Linked DNA regions of Manis javanica: region 2 is linked to region 1. Evidence: chromatin contacts called from public Hi-C data. All regions are on one chromosome and are shown on one strand. The core of a region is the stretch at or near the end of the contact, and the rest is flanking DNA. Distances in the headings are between cores, read along the strand shown.

Region 1 (6,254 bases), core at 3,081-5,580:
GGATGCTGCCCCTCACACAGCCCAAGGGATGCATCTTGACTGATATAAATCATCTGTGGTAACAGGAACACCGTTTGTCTCTGACAGGGCCTGGCATGTGGGCCTGGGGCACAGTTCTGGCCTGTGAGAGGGGAGGAGAACGCAGCAGGAGGGCTCCTGGGAATGTTGTCCCTTTCCCACGTAAGGACATGCCTCGGGGGAGGGCTCTGCCCCTTCCCTTTCTTCCCGGTTTGGCACACTGCCACGTGAGGACACACAGTTCTATGCTGCCGCAGCCTCCTTGTGACCATGCGGCATGGCATGACTGACACTCCTTGATGCTGGCCCTGAGCTGCCGGACCAGCCCTGAAACAGCCTGCTTTATTGTTTACAGATGTGATCAACATCCTTACATCCTTGGTATGCAAGCTATTAATGTGATATTCTTGCTATTTGCAGCTAAAAGCTCCCAGAGGATACAGGCCTCCTCACTCAGTGTGTCTCACAGGGAGTCCGACAGGGAAGAGCAGGGTAGGCTTGTCTGAGGTCTCTTTCAACTTTGTCAACTACTCAAGATGAAGCCGTTCCTAGCTAAGACTCCCACTGACTCAGTCCCTGAAAACTAGAACCTTCTCCCCTCCAGTGAAATACCAGGTAGTCAGAGACTTTGAAATCACTAGTAATTAAATGGACCCTCACCATTAGCATCCTTAGCGACAACTGGACTTGATTTGATTGCTCAGGACAACGTGGCCTGGGGTGTTAGAGGTACTGTTGTGTGGATAATATACTTAAAGGCAAAGGAATACTTGGGATGCATAGGGAACAGCTGAACCCCATTAAATAGAGAGTTTTCATGTAATTTTTTCAGCTGAAAACTTTAGGACCATTCTGCAGTCTTGTGTCTATCCAGTTCCATGACATTAGTTAATTTTCATTCCATTGTAAATTTCCACTAAGTTGCATTTTAATGTGTTTGTACCTTTAAATTTGTATGCAAAGATCACATAGACTATTAATTTGATGAACTCCTCACAAGAATTTTCTGATGAATATAACTAAAACACCAAGATTCCATATTGATGAAAGCAGAAAGTATCTTGAAGTGAATATTAGAATTCTAAATTGGTGATTTTTATTCCATGCCAGAAGCAATTTTTTTTCTCTGAGAGTCATGTCTCTGTTACTCATAAAAGTCATTGGGGGAGTTGTGAGCATTAAAAATTTATTTAACTTGTATCTTTTCAAGAATATACCTAATATATAAATCAAGATACGCTATAGGTATTAAGTAAGAAGTATGTGTGATATAAACTAAAATCCACTGAAAGGTCTGGATTAAAGTATCTATGAATTCATCATTTTGTTGAATTTTTGCATCTTGGAGTATGCAAGATTGTAGTATTACCCACTCAACCACCTATATAATTCTCACCTAAATTCAGAATCTGGAAGTCCAGCAGGCATTGTCAAGAGAGTATAAGGGTTCTTAAGTTCCTGTGGACCCCTGGAACCCTACACAGGATATACTCTGCAATAAGTGACTGGAGAAAATGCAGAGCATATGTTAACAGTTTCAGCAGCCTAAGAAGGACCTCTCAGTGCTGTGAACAATGGTCTGAAAAATGGTATTTATGCATGTACAGTGGCACATGGCACCTGGACTTGGGGACCAAAACACCAGGTCTCAGATCACTTTCTAGCTGTGTGATTGTGGGCAGATCACTTATCCTGTCCGAACCTCAGTTTCATCCACTCTCAAATTGGGAAAATAATCCCCAACCTAGCTACCTCTCAGGCTTATTGTAAACTCCAAATAAAATAACAAAAATGAAATGCTCCAAATGAAAACAATTTGGAAACCATAAAGTGCTTTGGAAGTGTCAGACACTATTAATATTTTGCTTTCCTCTTCAATCTCTCTAAGGTCCAGGGAATGTTAACAGTTTTGTTTCTAAACAACCCCAATTACGAATGTGACTATGTCAATTCTGTCAAACTGCCCTCAGGTAGCTGTGTAGGAAGAGCCAGCAGGCCACTGCTCTGACGGCCTCTGCACTGTCGCACAGTGTCCCGCGGCGAGGTAGGCCGGGCGGCTCTGTGGCTTTGAATGATCTCTTCCTGCAAGGCTGCCCTTGTCTCTCTTTTCAGTTGCCCTGACTTGCCTGGCAGGCACTTCCCAGCCGGCTGAGCTGGCCTGCATCAGGTTCCAGCGCGTGCTTCCAAGGTCTGTTTTAGACGGAGATCCTAGGGTGGAGCACCATGCTTAGTAATCGTCTGCGTAACTGGTTTTCAAACTGAACTTCCAGCTGAGATGGTGATTGTGTGGTCATCAGTTCCAAAGTGAAGGTGACGCGAAGTGTCCACAGGGCAACTTGCAAAGAAGCAGACAGACTCTCTGGACCAGAAGGATCCAGGCCGAAGCTAAACATGAGTCAGGGAGTGGAGGGGAGGACGTGTGAAGCAATTCCTTCGGAGAGGAATGTGGAGATGTCACCTCCTTCCTCTGAAACCCAGGGCAGGGCCTTCGAAGGCAGGGGGTCGGCCAGAGAACGCAGTGACGGCCCGGAGCTCTGAGCCCAGCTCCGCACTGGACAGCACGGAGGGGAGGCCTTGTGCCGGGCCTGTGCTCTCACAGCCTGGGAAGGGTGTGGGGTTCCCTAGGGACCCAATGAAAAGGGCCGGGTGAGCCCTGGATTTCCAGGGGCAGGGAAGGAGTTGTAAGCAACCAGTGGAATGGCGCTGCATCCTCCTGGAGTCCCTGGGAGAGAGGCCCCACTCATGGGAGACCCCAGACAGACACGGGCGGCCACGACCACGGCACAGGCCTGGCAAGCTCAAGACCCGTCAGTTCCAGGAAGAAGTGCCCCACCTCCCGCCTTCTCCCCGCTCCTGCCCACCTCCACCCGGCGGGTATAAGTCACTGTGGCGATCAGTGAGCCGGGATCCTCAGCCAGCTGCCCCCGTCCTGGGAAGGTCCACGACAGACTGCCGGCCTGAGATGGACAGGTCAGAGCCTCACTTCCAACTGACATTCGGGGCGTTTATTCATATCTTGTGTCCGACATTGTAATTTTGGCATGAAGCTGTGGTTGAAACTTGCGTTGCCACAGGACTGTCAGTTTTCTAAAAATGAGCAGAAAATACAAGGGCTCTACCCAACTTTCCATCCAGGGGCAGGTTATCTAACCAACACTGAATATATTTTAAAATAGAAGTGAGAGACAAAAATAAAGTTGCATTTTGATCACATCTCACAAGTTGTGAATACAAAATACTGGTTCTGGCTCATTTTAAATGAGCAAAGGCTCCTTTGCACAATGGAATCCAGGGGCCCGAGGGACTCAATAGGATTATTCATGTTGAGTCACAGGAAAAGATTTCAACTCTGAAGAACATAACACTTTGCTTCAGGACCCCAAATTATCCAATCAACTACCAAGTGCTTATTGTCTATTTTGTGTGAAATCCTGTTGGGTACTTTGAAGAATACCTAACATTCCTTTATTCAGGTCAGTAACACTTCCCACCCAGCATGAAGCCTTACCCATAACATACTCTCAAACATATTTTCGATCTAATTCTTCTTTACAAGATACTTAACACCAAGGGATGTGGCATTTTTCCAATGTTGACAACATTTCAGCTGAGAAATCCCCGTATTTCTAGAAAGCAGAGCAAACCTGAATGGAGAGTGGTTATGATCTCACTGTGTGTAACCCTGTAAAGTGCTGCTGAATGGTCTAATAGGAGAGAGTAGAATCCAAACCAGAAACATGTAAATAGCGTTCTTCGTGCCAGTAGCTGTGGGGCCCAGTAAGAAAAAGATTGTGCACAGGAGGCCTGGACTTGGAATCTACCACCGTCATTCAACAGACCTCAGGTCCCTACACTGTCTCCTGCGGACTTGGGGTGCCAGGCTGACCACCTAAGAGTGGCAGGGACCCTCAAAAGGACGATTCACCGCTGACCCCACCCCCTGCAGTGGGCAGCCCCCATATGTTTGACTCCCCCCAAACTTCATTACTAATAGCCTACTGTTGAAGCCTTTACTTTGTTAACGTAAAAACACAGTCGCCTAATACACATTTTGTATATTACGTGTATTATATACTATATTCTTACAATAAAGTTAGCTGGAGAAAATGTTTTTTCAAATTGTTACAAATCTCAATTTTCCCAGTATGTTGAAAATACTTGTGTGGGCTCGCGCAGCTCAAGCCCGTGTTCAGGGTCTGCTGTACAGTCAGACGCCCTTGGTAAGCTCTACGGGGCTGTCCAGCGCGGGGGCTGAAATTGAACGCGGCCGTCTCACATGCTCAGGCTGCCTGAGTTTCACGTGCAGCGCTGTTTCCCAGCCAGGTCCCGGAGGAGGAGACGGGCGCGGTAAGCACCCAGTCCAAGGCTGTGCAGGGCCGCATCCTGACCCACCCCTGACCCCAAGCACTAAGCTGCCCGCCCGCTGGCTCAGCAGAGTTGCGGAGCAGAGCCCGGACTCGCCAACGGCGGAAACCGCGGTCAGGTAGGCCACTCCGCGCCCCGCCCCCGGAGGCCGAGCCCGCGCTTCCCTCTCCGCCCGGGCCTCGCACTCCCCGCCTACCGCCAGCCAGGCTCCGCCCACCACCACCCAAGCCCCGCCCACTGCCGTCCCGCCGGCCTCAGCGTTTCTACGCACGCGCCGGGAGCCGCGCAAGCTCAGTGGCAGGCGCGGCTCCGGCCCCGCCTCGCCCGGCCCGCCCCGCTTTGCCCCACGCCGCCGAAGGCCCGGCTGAACCGCGCAGCTGGTCGGTACTTGGAGCTGGGCTCGGGGCTCGGGGCTGGCCGGAAGCCCCCTGCCTGCTCCCGCTCCCGGCGCGTCTCCTGGCCCGCGCCGCCCGCCCAGCGGTGTCCTGGCTGTGCGGGCCGGCGGCTCCGGGGCCCGGGTAGGTAGTTTGTGTACGTTTGCCATGGAAACGCCGACCGCGCGAGCGGGACGAAGGTGCGGCGTCCTGCCGCGGCCTGGCTGGGGGCCCGGAGTGCAGAGCCGCTGCGCGCGGGCGGAGAGGCTCCCGCCGCCGGTTGGCCGGGGCTTCCCCCCGCCGCCGCCGTTCCGACCCGGTAGCGGAGGAGAGGCGGCGAGAGCCCCGTGCATGCCCGGGCTGGGCCTCGGCTCTTCGTTTCTCCACCGAAGCATTTAAGCCAAGTGCGCGGTCCTAGCCCAGGAATATGTGCTGGATGAGAGGGCGGTTGGCTAAGGGCTTTGGGCGACAGTGTGGCTCGGCTGAAGTCACACGATTGTACTGGGCTCTTCCAGGTGCGGATGAAGCCCAGCGAGTGTGTTGCACAGTACACATTCACATCCAACGGTTGCACGACCCGTGCCTCTGCTCTTTGTATCCTGTTTTGAGCATTTATCAATTCTGATAAGTGGTTGGTTGGCATAGCTGACGTTCAATAAAATACTTAATCAAAATTCTGTTTTCATAAAGGAAACACTCCCATTTAAGTTTTTAAACTTAAAAATTGTTTGCAAACACTGAGCAAGTCATCCCCTACTGCAATTTCTTTGTTTAGTTTTTAATTCATAGGGGAAGTTTTTGGTGTATCCTTTTATTTGCATAGCACTTGGACAGTACTTAACGTTTTTTAAGGGCCAGGCACCATGCAAAAGTACTTCACATGAATGTTGTCATTTAATTCTCAAAATAATCCTATGAAGCAATTACTATTATTATGTGCATTTTACAGAGGAGGCAACTAGCGCTTGGCGATGTTAGAAGCCTTGCCCACGGTTATGTATCTTTGAATTGTAAGGGAGCGTTTGAACCCTTCCTCCAGCGTCTAAGCGCTTACCCATTGGCCCCCTGGAATGCTCATAGTAACACAAAAGTCATTCAAAATCCTGGCGAGGGTCTTGAGTATTTGATCTGTAGGGTTATGTGGAGATGCCCAGTCTTTGCTGTCGGGAACATTCCGATGGGGCAGTGCTGCATTTGGCAAGAAGGCTCTTGGTTCGGCAAAGATAAACACAGGTGTTTATAAATAAGTATAAGCTTACAAATAATGTTTCTGTAACAAACGTTTCAGAGAAGCCAGGCCGCCTTTGTGTGGGGATTTTTTCCCAGCTCTGGTGTGCACTTGAAAGTGTAGTCCGGCAACTGCACAGGTGTTGACCTTCAGCCTCGCCTCACATGAAGAACTGGGGCCAGAGTCTGGTGGGGCGACACCAGGTGTAGAGGCAGTTCTGACGCAGTGGGAGGGCGTGCCGACAGAGGCCAGCCTGCAGGTGTGTGAAG
Region 2 (6,117 bases), core at 3,406-5,905, 200 kb before region 1:
AGGCCAATGCCAGAGTAGAGGAAAGGAAAACAAGGAGAAAGGGTTTCATGCGTAGTTAAGGTATGTTTTGCTCTGTCTACCTTGATGTCAGCTACTTCTCTTTCTCATCAGTTTGTTTCAGCTCCAGCACCCACAAAGGACCAGGCCACAGGTAGAGACTTCTTCAGCTGACATGTGTATCCAAGGCTCAGTTCCTTCTGGTTTTGCAGCAGGGTTGATGGTTATGGGCACTGGGTAAGGGCCCTTCAGTGGGACTCAAGGGCTGTCTTCATGTGATGACCTTTGCAGAATACAGTCACCAGGTTCTAGGCTGTGACCACTAGGATCCTTGGCATGGGGTCAGACCCTAGAAGACTTCCTTAGCCAGCTGATGACAGGCTTTAGCATAAGACATTAGAGACTGACAGCAGCTGGCCACAGTTTCCTGAGACAATGTGGGATCAGGTTGCATGTCTATAGACATGGGTCAGCTGGAGACTGTCCCATGTGGAGTGAGTTTATGTTCCCTGAAGGGTTACCAGGAATTCGCAGCAGGGCCAAAGGCAACACCTTCAGCACAGGAAGTCCAGGAGTTTTGGCAAGTTTCGAAATTTTAAGTTTGAGGATCCCATTAGCTCTCTCGACCTAGCTTGATGATTAAGGATGACAGGGACAGTGCTAATTCCAAGAAGCCTGCAAGGATTTTGCTAAGGCTCATAAAATTTGCCCAGCAAAGCAGGTGCCTCAATCACTGGAGATTGCGGAAGGTCTACACTAAGTGAGAAACACATTTACTAGCAGTTTCTCACGGTGAGGGCATCAGCCTTGTGGCAGGGGAAGGCTTTGGCACATCCAGAAAACACACATACACTATCAATAACCTACTGAGAATCCGTACTAAGTGGCAGTTGAATGAAGTCTAGCTGCAGATATTCAAAGGGCCCAGAGGGAGGGGTCTGAGGCCTGTGGGGACAAATACAGTTGTTCTGGGATTGTGGACCTGACAGGCCACACAGGGATGGCAGGATGTATTTGTAGTTTTGTAGAAGTCTCCCCACCAATGTTGATTCATAATTTGAGTCATCTTAAATGCACAATGGTGGGCGAAGGAGTGAAAACCTGAAAAGCAGGAAGAACCCGGCAGCCACCCTGGATTTCCCGGAGCCCCAACTCTCTCATTCACGGCCACTGCGCACCCACCTTCGTTCCTCCGTTTAGGAGCAGACTGTTGCAAGGACACCGGGGTGGCACACGTCTGGCAATGAGGGGCCATTCTTTGCAGAAGCAGAGTGGGCTTAATCCACGTGTGCCACAAAATAGGTGCCGTTGCGGCTCCGTTTGCGTGAAAGTCAGCCGGGGTGTTTCCCTCACACTCAGGTGTCAGGGACTCAGTCAGTGGGAGCCTTAATTTTGATGACAGCAATTTCAGAAAGTAAGAAAAGAGAAGTAAGAAGATTGTTTACTTTTTGCTAATTTTTGATTGGGGTCGCACAACATTCATCACTGGAATTACAAGAGAGAACATTATACCAGGACATATCAGATTCCTAGGAATTTCACAATTTCTAGAATACTTATATACCCACACAAATGCAACATAAAGATCACTTCTGATTTGACAATGCTTCTGACATGACCTCACATATCAAATAAGCCTAATTAGTTTAAGAAGTCCTTTGGGATATTCCAGGGGCCCTCTTCTTCCAGATAAACGAGACTTCATATAGAATTTGATTTGGGGACATTTGTCAAAAATACCAAAAAAGGTTTTAAAGCTTAAACAGGAATCACAGATCATTATGAAACTTAGCAAGTCTTGGCTCCTTTAATATTACAGAAACGTGGTTTTCCCAAGTAACCAAGGACCACTAAGTCAGCAAACAAAGGAAATTAGTTTGGTAAGACACGGAATCTTTTCTAGGCAGATCCCTTAAAAGGTAAAGATACTTCTACAATCTGTTGTCAAAAGTAGACCAAATGTCCAACAAACACACACTTTATCCTTCAAGGGAAAGGCAAAGGCCAACGCGATTTCTGGCTAAAAGAGAACAATCACTGAGATTCAACCTCCGAGTTTTCAAAGATTTGCCCATAGGGGCAAATCACAAGGGCGGATTCTTTGGGTAAGATGCACGTTTGCCAAGCTGAAAGTTCATAGCCATTGCCATCTGGAGTGTTCATTCTCAGACACCCACCCGACATTGCACCTGTGACCGCTTGCATTTGTCTTGCACTGCTTCTAACCTTGAAACCTTCCCAAACCTAGCGCTTTGGGTCTCTGCGAGTTCAGTCAGTCAACTCAACCGCTGTTCCATTTTTGTAAAAGCCTTTGGGACGCGAGCTCTGTAAATGGACACTCAGTGTGTTTATAGTGAGAATGTAATGGCCGAGAGCCCAGCAGTGTAAACACATTCTTTCTACGTCCGCACATCTGCACGTTAAGGACAAAAGATTGCGTAGGTTTAGAGAAGGAAAAGGGTGAATTTCTTCCAGTGTGTTACAAGTTATTACAAAGGAGCAACTGAAAGTTCTTTGAATGTTATGGCGCATCGGGGTGCGAGGCCTTGGGTGATCGGGCCTCCCAGTTCTCCCAGAGCTGAACACCGGCCCAGGCTTCCCCACTCCGCGCCCGCACGGGCACCGCTCAGAGCTGTGGGTGTGCAGCGCCGCCCACGCTGCAGGCTACGAACTCGGCGCTTCTCAGAGCAGCCGACCCGCGCAGAGGGGCAGCCCCAGGGCGCAGAGGGCCCAGGGAGCCGAGATGCACTGGAGTGGGCGGAGCTGTGTGGCACACGTGGTCTGGGGGCATTCAGAGCAAGGGAGCGTGAGAGCGCGGGGGCTGTGCACCGGTGGGCGCGCGGGCGTCTCGAACCCTCGCCGGCGCGGCCTCCTGGGCGAAGAGAAGCAGGCAGCCAGCGGGCTGAAGGAGGGCAGCGTCCCGCCGCGGAAGCCAGTCGCCTCTGGGCTGCGGCAGCGCGGGAAACACGCGACCCGGCTGCGGAGCCCAGGCCGCCCTCCGGGCTGGGCACCGCGGCGGCGACGGCCTCGCTGGCTCGAGAGCAGCGCGCGGAGAGGCCGGGCCGCGTCCCCCAGCCGCGTGGCGGGCCCCGCATTCCACTAAAAACAACACCCACGTGCGCCAGTAAACAAGCGCGCGGCCCCGCCGAGCCCGCGCCCGCCCCGTTCCCGCACGTGTCCGCCGCTTCGCCCGCGCCTCTCGGCCCGCGGGCGGCCCACTCCGCGCTCCGGCGGCCCCGCCAACTCCCCTCCGCCGCCGCCGTGCCCCGCTGCCCCCCGACGGGCCCCTCGCTCGCTGCCCGTCAGCCGGCGGGGGTCCTGCTTCTGGGGCGCCCGCGCCCCTCCCGCCCCTCCTTCCAGAGACTTTTACTCGATTGTTTATTATTTGCTGGGGGCGGGGGCGGGGGGCGGAGAGGGGCGCCTGGGGCCTGGAGACTGGCGGCCACGGCCAGTCAGCGCGCGGCGTCGCTTGACGAGAAGGCGGCCCAGCGAATGGCAACGCAGCGCCGAGCGCCGGGGTCACGCGCGTGTGGATGCGATGACATCATCTGTTTGTACGCGTCGAACTAGCTTGGTGCAGGGGCGCGGCCGTGCGTCACTTGAGTGACGGGCCGCGCGTAAAGCCCGGAGCCTGGAGTCCGCCGGGTGGGCGGACTCTTCGTAGCTGGGTTGGACCTTTTTGTGTGCCGGGTTGTCGCGGAGCGCGTCTAGACCCTAAAATATCTCCAGTGACTTGGAAGGATTTCAGGAAAAATAGATTTACACTGAAAGTATTTCAGGAAAAAGATTTATGAACCAAAGTGGACAGACTTCTGGTGAGCGAGTCGCATGGAGTGCATTCTTAGTGCACAAATGGACGATTTAGGCTCTGATCGTAGGATAAGGATTTGCAGAGATGTTTCCCTAAGTCTTTTTCTTTTTAAAAGTAAAAAACGCACAGTCAGTCGTTTTACCATTATACGCAAATTAGAGCCAAATTATTTCCCGTTCACAACTGTTCAAAATCTGCTCCTGCGTTTCGGAATGGAGGATCATTTGCTTTTCTTCTGAGTCGTTACACGGTTCTTCCCTCGTTTGTCATGAAATTCCTGACGAGGGAAACACGGCTGTGCTCGAGTCCTGGGTAAGAGAGAGCGAACCTGTAGGTGTCTGGGCAGCAGTTCATGAAGTCCTGCAGGCACCGACGTCGGCGCCGGTCGGTGTTTCCACGCCCAGGTGACCCTTGCCACCTGCGGCCAGCACCTCGGCTCGGGCGTTCGCTGGTGTCGGGCTCCGAGCCTGTGGGACGGACGCGCCGGTCGCCGACCCCCCCCACCCCCCCGTCCCCCGGCTCCCTGTTCCGAGACCAGGCGGCCGCGCCGCTGTGCGCGTGGAGCCGTGGCCGCTCTGCCCTCCCCTCCCGCTCCTCCGGGGACCGCGCCGCGCTTTGCTGTCATCGAGGCTCTGGGGAGGGAGGCGGAGCCCGGCGGGTGGTGCGGGGGCCGGCCGCGCGCCCCGACACCCACTCCCGCAGCCCCGCGGTGCCGGCCGCGCAGGCGCGCGCACAGACGCACACCCGCGCGCGCGCACGCCCGCAGCACACCCGGGCGCGCCGCCCAGCCCTCCCCCTGGGCGGGGACCCGCCCGCCCGCCCGCCCGCCGTCAGCCTAGGTTGAGGCGCCCTGCGTGTGTCTATAACTTTGTGCCGCGGCCGCGGCCGCCCAGCTCGTGGAAGGGAGGAGGAGGAATGTGGCGGGCGGCGGCGCGCAGGCCGAGCGGCGCTTCCTCAGGCGGCCCGCGGCGGCGGCCCGAGCGCCTCTCCCTCGCCGAGGTCGCGCGCCCCCTGCTCGGCCGGCCCCGGGCCCGCGCGGGATCGTGCGTCCCCCCTCGTCCCTGAGGGGAAGGCACCGAGGTAGGCGCCGGAGCGGGGCAGCGGGAGGCCGCCCCCCCCCCCCCCGGTGGCTCCGGATCCGCTTCCGAGCGGGGCCAGGCGCGTCCCCTTCCCTCCGTGCCTCGGTGTGCGCGCCCCCTTCCCGCCCGCGAGTGTGTTTAAAGGACTTGAGCGAAGGGGGAAAACTGTCAAGATGGCAGCAGCGGGAGCAGGGAGGTGATGAACGTGCCGGTCCGGGTTTTCTGGAGGCCCGGGAGCTGGGCGCTTCCTGTCCTGTTGGAAGATTTACGTCCCCACTTGCCCCCTCCCCGCGTTCTTTACGGGGAAGGGGGTGGAGGGCGCCACGTCCGGGAGAAAGCGAACCACGGAAACCCCCAAAGTGGCGGCTCCAGCCCGGCCGACCCTTTGCAGACCGCCGAGCGGCTCGCCCCCCGCCTTCCCGTCCTGGCTTCCCCCTGGAAGTGACTGGGGCTCGTCTGCGCTCGGACCCGCGGGCGAGGACGGGAGCGGGGAGCGGGGAGCTGCCCGCCCGGAGGGCACAGCCGGGGCGGCAGGCGGGGGCGGCGGGAGAGCCGAAGACGCCACAGACTTTGGCGGCGACGCCGCGGCCGGAGCGCAACATAAACAAACGCCCGCCCGCCCGCGGCCCGCTTTAAAGGCGCAGCGCGCCCCTCCCCCGTCCCCGCCCCGCCCCCCCGCCCGGGAGGGACCTGCGGCCCCGCGGCGGCGGGGGCGGGGGCGGCCCGGCGAGCCCGTCGATTCGCTCCCGGCCAGGGGCGGCGTCTGCGGCGCTGGGTTCGCGGGACGCGCCCCTCCAGGTCCGCCTGCTGGCGGCGGCGGCGGCGGCGGGCGAGGACTCGCCGAGCTCCGGGCCCCAGCCCGGTAACCAACTCCCCTCCTCTCTCCTCCGTGCTTCTCCAGGCGGCGGCGGCGGCGCCCCGTCCCTCCCCCGCCGCACCCCGCCGGGCGCCAGAGGACAGCCGAGCCCCGCGGGCGGGCGGGCGGCGAAGATGGCAGAGGCGCCGGCCTCCCCGGGCCCGCTCTCGCCGCTCGAAGTGGAGCTGGACCCGGACTTCGAGCCCCAGAGCCGGCCGCGCTCCTGCACGTGGCCCCTGCAGAGGCCGGAGCTCCAGGGCAGCCCGGCCAAGCCCTCGGGAGAGGCGGCCGCCGATCCCGCGATCCCGGAGGAGGACGACGGCGACGACGACGAGGACGGCGGCGGGAGGGCCGGCTCGGCCATGGCGATCGGC

The links. A called contact is a pair of places that touch in the nucleus more often than the background predicts.
Region 2: a Hi-C map of blood shows a contact between it and region 1, with 4 times the contacts expected there. The contact joins the promoter of FOXO3 here to the promoter of ARMC2 in region 1.

The regions. Positions count from the first base shown.
Region 1 is chr13:1,758,017-1,764,270 of MJ_LKY, reverse strand. ARMC2 (armadillo repeat containing 2) reads left to right here and starts at 4,330. Exons shown (of 19, transcript XM_073220811.1): 1 at 4,330-4,501. LOC140845782 (a long non-coding RNA gene) reads left to right here and starts at 4,911. Exons shown (of 2, transcript XR_012124673.1): 1 at 4,911-5,351; 2 at 6,046-6,254.
Region 2 is chr13:1,960,617-1,966,733 of MJ_LKY, reverse strand. It overlaps FOXO3 (forkhead box O3), which reads left to right and starts at 4,655. Exons shown (of 4, transcript XM_037012262.2): 1 at 4,655-4,888; 2 at 5,789-6,117. The coding sequence starts at 5,878.